Linked DNA regions of Bombyx mori: all the other regions are linked to region 2. Evidence: chromatin contacts called from public Hi-C data. All regions are on one chromosome and are shown on one strand. Each heading gives the region's core, a stretch centred on a gene start, on an enhancer-like site or on the middle of the called end of the contact. The rest is flanking DNA. Distances are from core to core; before and after follow the strand shown.

Evidence for each region. Hi-C and Micro-C count contacts between places; a contact is called where the count stands out from the background.
Region 1: a contact with region 2 is called in a Hi-C map of whole pupa, with 2.7 times the contacts expected there. The contact joins two enhancer-like sites. A contact is called at or near these places in 3 of 7 Hi-C or Micro-C datasets (middle silk gland and whole pupa).
Region 3: a contact with region 2 is called in a Hi-C map of midgut, with 2.0 times the contacts expected there. The contact joins two enhancer-like sites. A contact is called at or near these places in 3 of 7 Hi-C or Micro-C datasets (middle silk gland, midgut and whole pupa).

Annotation. Positions count from the first base shown.
Region 1 is chr4:5,419,669-5,423,179 of ASM3026992v2, forward strand. It overlaps LOC101743645 (LIM domain transcription factor LMO4), which reads right to left. Exons shown (of 5, transcript XM_021349987.3): 5 at 161-1,740. Among protein-coding and RNA genes, the nearest start is that of CPR57, 15 kb to the left of the region's middle. Within about 2 kb of position 1,528, at least 5 of the 8 cell types and tissues checked have open chromatin away from gene starts, as enhancers often do.
Region 2 is chr4:5,530,460-5,533,976 of ASM3026992v2, forward strand. The region is part of intron 1 of LOC101743645 (LIM domain transcription factor LMO4); the gene reads right to left. Among protein-coding and RNA genes, the nearest start is that of LOC119628475, 47 kb to the right of the region's middle. Within about 2 kb of position 1,737, at least 8 of the 8 cell types and tissues checked have open chromatin away from gene starts, as enhancers often do.
Region 3 is chr4:5,439,340-5,443,026 of ASM3026992v2, forward strand. The region is part of intron 4 of LOC101743645 (LIM domain transcription factor LMO4); the gene reads right to left. Among protein-coding and RNA genes, the nearest start is that of CPR57, 35 kb to the left of the region's middle. Within about 2 kb of position 1,347, at least 5 of the 8 cell types and tissues checked have open chromatin away from gene starts, as enhancers often do.

The DNA.
Region 1 (3,511 bases), core at 278-2,777, 110 kb before region 2:
CATTTGCGGAATGAACATAGACAATTTACAGTGATTATGTTCAACTAAAATTTAATAATATTTGCTTGCAATCGATTATAAATCATTCAAAATCGCCAAGAATCCGAATGTAATGATAATCCGATATGTAATGATTTTGATTATAAAATAAAACAAGTTCTTAATTTACAAAATTGTTTATTTTCTCCTCCTGTCACCGGCTCTCTTAGGCTAGGTATGTAGGTATGCTTCTCTTTGTGTACTGGTAACACCACAAGTGTTTTGTCTTAGAAATTGAATTAGCCGTGAGCTTTAAATGTAAATACATTTCATTTCAAACCTCAAGCTTCTTCATTTTCTATTAAACATTAATATTAGATGGCAAGACTGACTAAACGCTAACATTTTATATATTTTTTTTTGTCATTATCAACTAAACGTTTTGATATGAATTACTTTTTGAAATCGTTAAAACACTGGTCTAACATTGATTAAGATTTATAACAGTTAAAATAATAATTTCCTAAGTGTACACAGCAAGGAATGTTAGCGTTTAAAATTACTTACATAGTGTTAACATTAAAATCGATTCGAACAAGTCCAACCGTTGAAACAATCATTAATAAGTATTTAGAACGTTTCTTATTCGATTTTAAAAGTTCAAAAATGTTGGCATCATAATTATTGCAATGAAGTTTCGCGCCAAAACTTTTAGGTACAAGATGTGTCTACTTACGTCTAGAAAGTTACGCTAATATTTACAACCCGAACGAAAAATATTGACGAGCATTCGATACAGCTCATAACATGAAGTAACTTAGTCGACAAGAATATTTACATAGCAAAATTGCAAATCACAGAGACGCGTGTAAAGTTAAATTAATATTTTATTGGTACTCAATTCTGGCAAGATTCGATATTAAATACAATTGTATAACAAGATTAACTAGTACATTTTAAACATTGTTCGTACTTCACTATTTAGATTATGTGATAGATAATCTGAAGTGATTTGCATAAATGCTGACAATAAAGTATAGATATTAACAATCATTGCAGTTCGATGGATCTTAACCGTTAAATTTCATTAATACAATACAACCACGAGCTTGTAGTATACGATATACTAGAAGTAGACAACTACATTACGTAAGATATGCCATAGAAACCTTCACGACAACATCCCTGCTATCACTTGCTATCAACATAGATAACACTCTTGTGTCATACACATCCGTTTTGTTAAACGCTTATTAAGTACCAGTAAATGGAAATTTTTACACACAGCGAATTAAGTTTTACATAAATTGCCATTTTCACAACCGAAATTAAATATGTATTAGGTACTAAATATATAACTTAACAGTTCAATGACATTAGGGCAAATGTTACTCGCTGGCGTGACTACGTGTCGCCCGTTTCAGTGAGTGAACATTCGCTACTGCCCGTGTTAACAAAGTCTGTGGCACAGCACTATCACACTGTTTCGTCCTCACTGTTCTGAGGTCGAGACTCCAGCGATGGGGTTGTTGTTAAATCGAGGGCCGGCTCCTGATCGTTTGCGGGATACGCCGTTAGGGATGTGCTCTGTTGACCGAACGCGTCCAAGGGCGTCACGAATGGAGGGGGGACCGCTGTCGTATTCGACGGTCCCGTCACATATGACGAATGAAAAGTCGGCGCTACCGGCGGTGTCCAACTGGACACGCTTGGTACTTGAGAATTAATGCCCGACGTCCTCAGATAAGAGCATGCCATCACCTGTAAACAAGAAAAAGAAAATAAACTTTAAACATTCATTAGATTCGCAATTACGTAGATCGAGTGCAATCTCCGGGAGTAAAACACGAGCTTTCATTAATAATGAAGTATGTATTATTATGAGATGAGAGGCCTAAAGAATCGGTGACTGGTGCGGGGTGTAGGAGTGGAGGCTCTTCTCTAATCACGCTAATGGCCAATGCGCAGCTCCAGGCCTCGTCCGCCCGCCTCATGGAGGCTTTCACGCTAATGCAGAACGGGCGCAGGAGCAATTCCCTCCTAAATCGTATCACACGTCTCTTCGGCTGACGGCTACTTGTAACTTTTACAGATCATTACCTTATAGGTTTCAACGATAGGAAACTTTGCGTCGGTAGAAGTCTATGAACATATTGTGATTCATATCGTGATACCGTAAAAAATTATTTAAACAGTTTTAGTGTTTATTTCAATAGCAGCATAGTCGGAATTCTAACTATTACTACTACTAGCCAACAATGAGGATTTCATAATAAGAATTTATAAAAAAAAACATTAACGATTTTTTGTTTACGAATTATTATTAGAGAAATTGTTATGAATTTATTATAACTTTCACAGTATTGCCGTGCAGACATCTTTAGTTCAGTTGTTGTTCATGTTAACATCTGTTCACGTATAAGGGTGTTTCGACAATGTTCAATTTAAATATTTATAGTCTTTGATCAACCTTGACGAATCTTATTATGCGAAACCAGCTCGCGAGGTCTCGGACTAGACAAAAAAAAAACTATACAATGTTCTCCTTTAATCTTTAGCTATAAGACAAGCATATTCTTGCATTTTAAATCAGAACCTTGTATACAGACTTTGAACAAGGTGAACTTAATTTACCCGACGCCCTTGTGTTTCGCAACTCATGTACTATGTGCTTAATTAAAACGTTCACTTCAACGCTTTAGTGTTCAACGTTAGGAATTATGTTACGATTGTTATTACTGGTGGTAGGACCTCTTGTGAGTCCGCGCGGGTGGGTACCACCACTCTGCCTATTTCTGCCGTGAAGCAGTAATGCGTTTCGGTTTGAAGGGTGGGGCTGCCGTTGTAACTCAAGGTGGGTGGCGCATTTACGTTGTGAATGTCTATGGGCTCCAGTAACCAGGTGGGCTGTGAGCTCGTCCACCCATCAAAGCAACAAAAAAAAAAACGATACTAATTCTCATACAACTCCCGAGTCGTCGCAGTGTTTTGATCTGTTCTCGAATGATTTACACGAAGTTTATTCGGCAGACCGCTGCGTGCATAGGGGCCCGTTGCGATTAAAATATAATTAGGCGGCCGGCAATTGTTTCACGATCGAGCCAGATGCTGAGGCTAAGTAAATTAAACAGCCGTACGGGGCTTCCAATTATGTGCGCCCGGCGGTCGCTGCAAACATGATTATTACCTAATAATAGAACAAGGAAACAACGTGAGGGGGCTTTAGTGTAGTCGATTAATTATTTCACGCCGCACTGATTGTTCGGTTACTCAAACCCGAAGATCGATATTGAGTAGGTTACGTTTTATTAGTACAATTAGCGACAGAGTACTACGGCGCGACATAAATCACGTTTACTTAGATGTAGGTACTCTCCGTATTAATGAATTCAAACGGGCCGCGATAATTGCGTACCTAATTACGAGCGGCCGGAACTGTCTAATTTATCACTGTCGGATTATGAATTAGAAATGGCGTTAATTAAACATGTATATTATTTATCTGTACATGCAATACGTGTTTGTTGTATTG
Region 2 (3,517 bases), core at 487-2,986:
TTTTTATGACAAATTATATTATGGAGTGAAATGAAATGAAGATGATTAACTTGAGACATTAATCAACTGGGATGAAATTAAATGAAATGATATGGGATGAAATATAATTTCAGTAAAATGGTGGTCATTTACTAAGATTTTTTCAGTGGACTTTTTGGAGGATCCCGAGAAGTTACGTCCAGCGGCTTTGTTTAATTTTCCCACATTTGTGCACTTTCATAGATATTAAACAGTTAATAAACCACCATTATTACACATTTAAACCCGAAGAAACACTAAATAGACAAAATAAAACAAATCACACAACTTCACTCCTCGCGTTCCCGCCAAAAATTCAACTAAGCTATCGATTTTTTAAGGTGTTGCCAGTGAATTGGTATCAAGAAATAGGTTTAATTATGTAACTAAAATTTTTTGGAGCGAACATAAAGGCCCATTCCACAATTATTTTAAAAGTGCTTTCACGACAGTGAGATGCTGCCTTTAAAAGAGTACAATCGCTCAGAAAATGAATCTTTGTTTAAATTTAATGGGCCCTATTAATCATGAGCACTATGTCTAGATGGAAATGATGTGGTAATCTATGACTCAGATTAGACAGATATCGAGGTATTTTTTTATAACTAAGCAAATGCACCGTTACACAACATAGTCTAATAAAGTTATTGGAATATGTGCTTTATCTCATTGAGGTAAAGTTCTTCATGTAAATTATAAGTATGACAGGTGAACGTGTTACTAATTCTAGTTCTTAATTAGCGCAGTGCACCTTTTAGACTGTCAGAAAGTTACAGTTTAATAAAGGTTATCGCTTCTTACGCTAATTTTTATTAGGTTTCGTAACAAATATAATGTAATTTTGATTGTAATTCTGACTATTATCATTATTAAAAATAATTTAATCTTTAACTATGTAGTTTAGTTACAAAACAAAAAAGATACACACAAAAAAGCTGGATCGATTCAATGCCTTCCGGCTTGAAGGGCTGGGCAATCGTTATGCAAATGCAATTCAATTAGGTTTAAATATTATTTATTTCTCGTAATAACATAATGTTCACATTAAATTAAATATAAGGAAATGGTAATCCACATTGGTTTGTCAATAAAATGTGTGCCAAACCAAAATCGGCGTTTTGTTATCTGTACATAAGAAACATTTTGGTTTGGTTTTAAACATGTTTATGTTGTTGCATTATTTAAAGTCGTTTGGTAACTGGTACAGCTGTGCTCTCTCAAACAATATCGTTTTCTTTCCATAGTTGGTTCAGGACATTAACGACTTTGATTTTATGCTTAGGTTTTAGGTTATGTTTCTTATTTGTTGGTTTAGTTGTTAATTATATTGTATTGAATTTTTCATTGAAATTTTAATTAGAAGCTACAGCATCTGAAAAGAGTTATATTAAAGAGTTCTTTCTTTCGATTTTTTTTAATTTTCTTTCGGCTTTTTCCTATCTAAGCTGATGGTCTAGACTCTAGATATCAAGGATGCTATCATAAAAGATGCTCTGCCTAAAATATTATAAGTATATTAGACAATTAAAATACAAAGCATATCATTAATTCTATTCTTTTAATTATCTGCATTAATGCAATGACAACCACGTATGTACATAGTACGACAATAACTTGAAGTAAATCGTCATGTTGCCCATAACAGCGAGACAAGGGTACAATTAAGGCGGCGACACACTGCACCGTGCAGCGCAGTTAAGGGTGAGGCTGAACACTCCGTGTCGGTCACAATGCGCCAAATGACGGCCGCCCGGTACGTAAATGAAGAATATTGTCGGACTCTGTGAATACTCCTTAATGACGCACCGACATCGCGTACCGTCGTCACCCACACATTTGCGACGATTGATAATTTATAATTATTGGTTCATTGTGTAATTAAGCTTTTATAAGCGCCTAGATATTAAAAACTCTTTTCTATAGCGAATGAAAGATTTTTCCGAATAAAGAGATTAATTCATGAATATAATGAAACAAATACTGATAAGATTACATTTAACTTAATCGGATTATCTAATGCTGATCTGAGATTCGTTCAACATCGAGTTCACTTATTCCATATTTTAACTCGTTTCTTCTTTTATGTTTATCTACTTACTACCTAATTACGAGTAATCTAGGTGTTCAATTCGTAATTGATAAGAATGTGCTTTTTTCCTCTGCCTATTCGCTGGTAGCCTATGAGGCTATTTCAGTTACGCCCGGACCGGTAGGTGACTGGCTCAACCTGAGAGAAATTGCTAACACTAGCCCCAGCAAGAGTAGTGCTTCGCAGAATCTACGACCGGTTTGGAATCGCGACCCACTGAGAAGATCCGACAAAGAAACTCAGTGGGCTGTGTCTATGGGCTAGTTCGTTCGTCGAGCTCTTCGTCGTAATCGACGAGTTCGACGAGGACGGTGACCGGTGCTTGAAGGACCTAAAAGCACCGACAGTGAATCCAGGGGATCGGATAAGACATGTTTTGGGCAATGGAGGCTTTGCGTTGCACCGTCGCGGTCGTATAAGATAAATGTGCTTAAACGCGTCAGATTTATATATTTATGAAAATTATGTTTCTACATTTAATATTTTCTACTTCTATTAACGTAAGATATCTTCAAGATAAAATTTATTCTTCAGGTCTATTGCTGTTTGTAATGCAGGTCGGCTTTGTATACAGATAGTACTTAGCAAGATTTTTTCTACACCGACCGACATCTATGTTAGTACTTTTTGTGGATCCGACGCAATAGAAGCAGTTTTTTGGTCATATGCGCATTAGATTTTAGCATGAGGATTATGAGCCTACCTACCTAACTTAAAAAGCTTAACCAGATATTAGATAGAATTTTCGTGACACACGAACTAATTCTTCTTCCTAGTCGTTTCATTTTTGACAGAGTGATTGTGATCATTATTTAGTATCGGGGTAGATTTAATGTGCCTTACAATGTCCCGCCATCTCTCCCCGCTCGAGGTCATCCTACTGCACTCATTTCACGAACGAATTCACTTACAAATGAACGTACTCAGTTTCCTTATAAATATCTTCAACGCAGCAAAATAATTCTGTTATAGTTTTAAAGCACAATTAAAGAGCATAAAAATTACACAAAAACAACAATAAATTTAACATTTATTTCATTATTCATTTTCTAATACATAATCGCGGTCCCTTTTTTAACAGTTAAAATCAAACCCGCAAAATTATAATTTTCGTAATTACTGGTGGTAGGAGGACCTCTTGTGAGTCCGCACGGGTAGGTACCACCGCCCTGTTTATTTCTGCCGTGAAGCAGTAATGCGTTTCGGTTTGACGAGTGGGGCAGCCGTTGTAACTATACTGAGACCTTAGTACTTATATCTCAAGGTGGGAGGCGCATTTACGTTGTAGATGTCTATGGGCTCCAGTAACCACTTAAAAACCAGGTGGGCTGTGAGCTCGTCCATCCATATAAGCAATAAAAAAAAGTTATTTAGGACCTGAAGTTCATATTTAGCGATTTGTCAAAACCA
Region 3 (3,687 bases), core at 97-2,596, 92 kb before region 2:
CTACTCGTCATTAGCGTAGACTTCATTAGGATAACGAGATAACGGAGTCGAAGCTCGAGAGCCAGGCCCTCTAGTATTTTGGTGTTTTTCAACGGAATTCCAGGAAGGAAGATTTATTGAAGAGAACAAAATTAGCTAGAGGTTTCTTTATAAATTAGTCGTATAGTTAGTAAGTATTTTGTGGTCTAATAATGAACAAATAGGTAACGGGGACCACAGGGGCGCCGCATTATTACACATGTTATTAAGATCGGTATCGCATGCAGCCCTTTGCAGGAAAAATGGACGCGTCGAATCGTTGGCCGCTTCACAAAAAACATATCGAATTTATTGTTAATTATAAAAGTCGAGCGTCGAACATTAACGGCGAGATGCGATGCCGAGATAATAGCGCATCTATTTATTTATTATTTAGGCATCGGCTGGCGCGGTCACGACTCCATATTGTTTCGCTGTAATGCCATTAATGACCTCGGTTTAAAGTTGAAGTGTTAATTTGATTTAAAATTATGTCCGCGATTATAATCTCACGTTCAACTTTCGCCCTAAAGCTTTAATTACGACGGTTGATCCCCGATGGAGCGGTGCGATATGTTCGGTGCTCCTTCGTTTTAATATTAGCCCCTCATACCTGGGTTAGGGTTGTCTTTAAAAAAAAACAAAAGTAGATTACTTTCGGTTCATAACATATTTATTACTAACCAAAGAAGTTATCTAGTTATTGAAAAGTGTATTTTATTAAATAATTATAAATATCCCGTGAATGCAGTTTCTCTTCGTTTTCAATATGAGAATAGGACAGGCGTTCAGCCCTACTACGATAGTAAAAGTTAAATGTAAACCACACAGACTAGTAAACTCGGCAGCAGTGCAGCTTAATGCGCAGGTTGATATAATAAAAGTAAGATTTAATGATTTTAATCTCATTTGCATCATTACTGGATTTGCAGTTTATAGTACGCTTGCGTAGTTCAACGACAAATTATGCAAATGGCGGTCCATACATGTGGTGAGTTAGTGGCCATTTTAAAAATACGAATCCATTTATAAATATTGTTTTATTTAAGTGAATTTTGCAATGAAAAAGCTATGTTATAGGAGCTATTTATATACTGACTTATGTTGAAAACTAGATTTTAGATATCCTTAAAAAAAAATTTTTTTATTAGAATATGCGTTGGAAATTTCTAGATCGGATTACGCGCGTTCATTAAAAACGTTAAGAACGAACACCGATCGAATGAAACATGCAAGAAATGGCGGGAAGAGCCCGGGGCGCTCGCAGAGTGAGTTACGGGCGACGTCCTCGTAAACGTCACATTAATTAGCATGCCCGCTAATGAGGAGTTATGGCGCTCTAATGAGAGGACTTGTACTCGACGTATTTATTAACGGTCGGCCCACAGACGGATATATAGGCTGGCCGTTCGCACGTCGATCCGATTGTGTCAATAGACGTGCCAGAATTTAGATGCTTGCTCGTTGGTGCCGTAATAATGAGCATTTTTGAGTTATTACATTTGTTTTGATGGCGTTAAATTATTTTGCTTTTCTTCGTTACGATAATTTATCAATATTTTAGATGCTAATTGTGTAAATAATTAGTATTTTATGAATTTAATAGGGATAATTAAAATGCTTATAAGATAAATACGCCTAATTGTCACATGCAATAGAATACTATTTACTGTATAAGCATAGGTACTTTCACAACTTTTTTAATTTATTTCATAAAACAACGTGTTTTCTAAATTTAATTGTGGAAGACTTCCAGGCGACCAACAAGATTATTACAGAGAAAATTGGCATTGCACAACATCTATGGATATACTCAGCTTCTAATTCCTATTTGCGTTGCAATTTTTGAGTTGTTCTCAAAAGAAAAAGGTGCTATTTAAAAGAAAATCGACTTAAAATCAAAGTCAGTATTAATTTCCTAATTAAGTTACATGCTTCATCCATCTATCGTAACAACATACTCTGTGCAATTTAGAATAAGATAAGTGTGATTCGATGTTACACATAGCTTCGAGAAAGAACAAAGCGTGCATTACAGCCCCCACAAAAGGAGGGCGAAAAAGACGTTAATAATATTCGTCAAAGCACTCTGGTTACATTAAATCAATTTGCCCTTTCCGCGCGGTAAGTAGCGAACGGTGTAATTGATAAGTTGAAACCCTTGTAGCGAGAGGCTACAGTTTGGCACTGCCAACACTCAGCCTGAGTTTCGGCGTCACGTGCGGTATCGCGTCTTTTCTCTCTGGATGTTCACCGATGATATTGTCATGTATTACATGATTATTTAAATGTATTTAGAATTTTCTGTTCCTATTATACTGTCTCGAGACAAATGAATATAAACAATGTTTCTTTCTAACGTGATTCGACTATGCTTTTGAGATTGGTCGATGTATTTATCGAATGCGGGAAATTCGTAATGATACATTCAAACAAGCATACAATTTATTACAATTACAGTCCAATCACATAATGCTTCGCAACATCAATATTTAATTTGTGGCATCAGACGTGTACGGTGATCATAAGGAGTGCACCGGAACAGATCCAACGACAATATCCTAATTCACTCGCGCGAATGTAATCCATTAGTCCACCCTCCCCGCTTCATCCGCCCCCGCCCTGCCGCCCTGTCATTCATAAACCTCCATATCATTTGTATTGGCACATGTTTCATATGACTAATGGGCGGGCATATTAAATATAAAAAAGAGGTGCTTAATACCGTTTTGGTGATTGAAAATTTTAATTTCGATGATGAGTTCCATTTGCAGTTGTGCAATTTGGGTGATGAAAGAAAATAGAAAAGTAAAACATATAAAGTGAAATACGTTTATGTTGTCGAGCTGAAATAATACGATTGAATTTCATTGTTTCCCCTTTTTAACGTATCTATTACTTTATGAATGTATATTTATTGAAAATTAGCTATTGTCTAAATTACTCGATAAACAAGCAATAACTGAGTTAGATTTATACAAAATATATTTATGTACAATATCTGGTGTTAATGTATTGTATAAAAAATCTACAACATCCGTCACGAATAAAATTAGATTAACGAAACGAAAAAGAAATCTTTGAATGTTTGCTTTTCCCGTAATACATTTACCTTTCTACAGAGGCTGCATTACGTTTTCAGAAAAATTAAAGCATGTAATCAGTTAAATTACGGCAGCTACTAAAATATGTATTCGTCATAAAAGTATGTGTCCGCTTGCGAGAAGGATAAATATTCATTATGACGGATCGTGTAACGTTTTAGCGAGATTAAATGCTATTAACTTGAGAGACGCTACGCTTTTAGCTGAATCAATCAGACATTGAGTATTTGTTGGTCATATACATACATATGTACGTACGTAAGACCTTTGATATTTCATGACTTTCTTTTATATAACCTTCTAGGGTATTTATCGTAATTTGTGTGAGTTTTTAAGGGTGTGTGGGTGTCAAAAGTCTCGTCCCACACTTTCACAATTGTTAAGTGTATATCAACATATTTTTTGTATAACATCTTCAGCAGTATTTATTCAGTCTCTTCATCTCCCAGTTAGTAACAATTTTTTATTATAATTGTCTCGCATCGTCCCCATTTTAGTGATATGTAATAGTGAAAGAAGATGCTTTTAGGTACCATTAACCCAAAGACACGGCCCACTGAGTTTC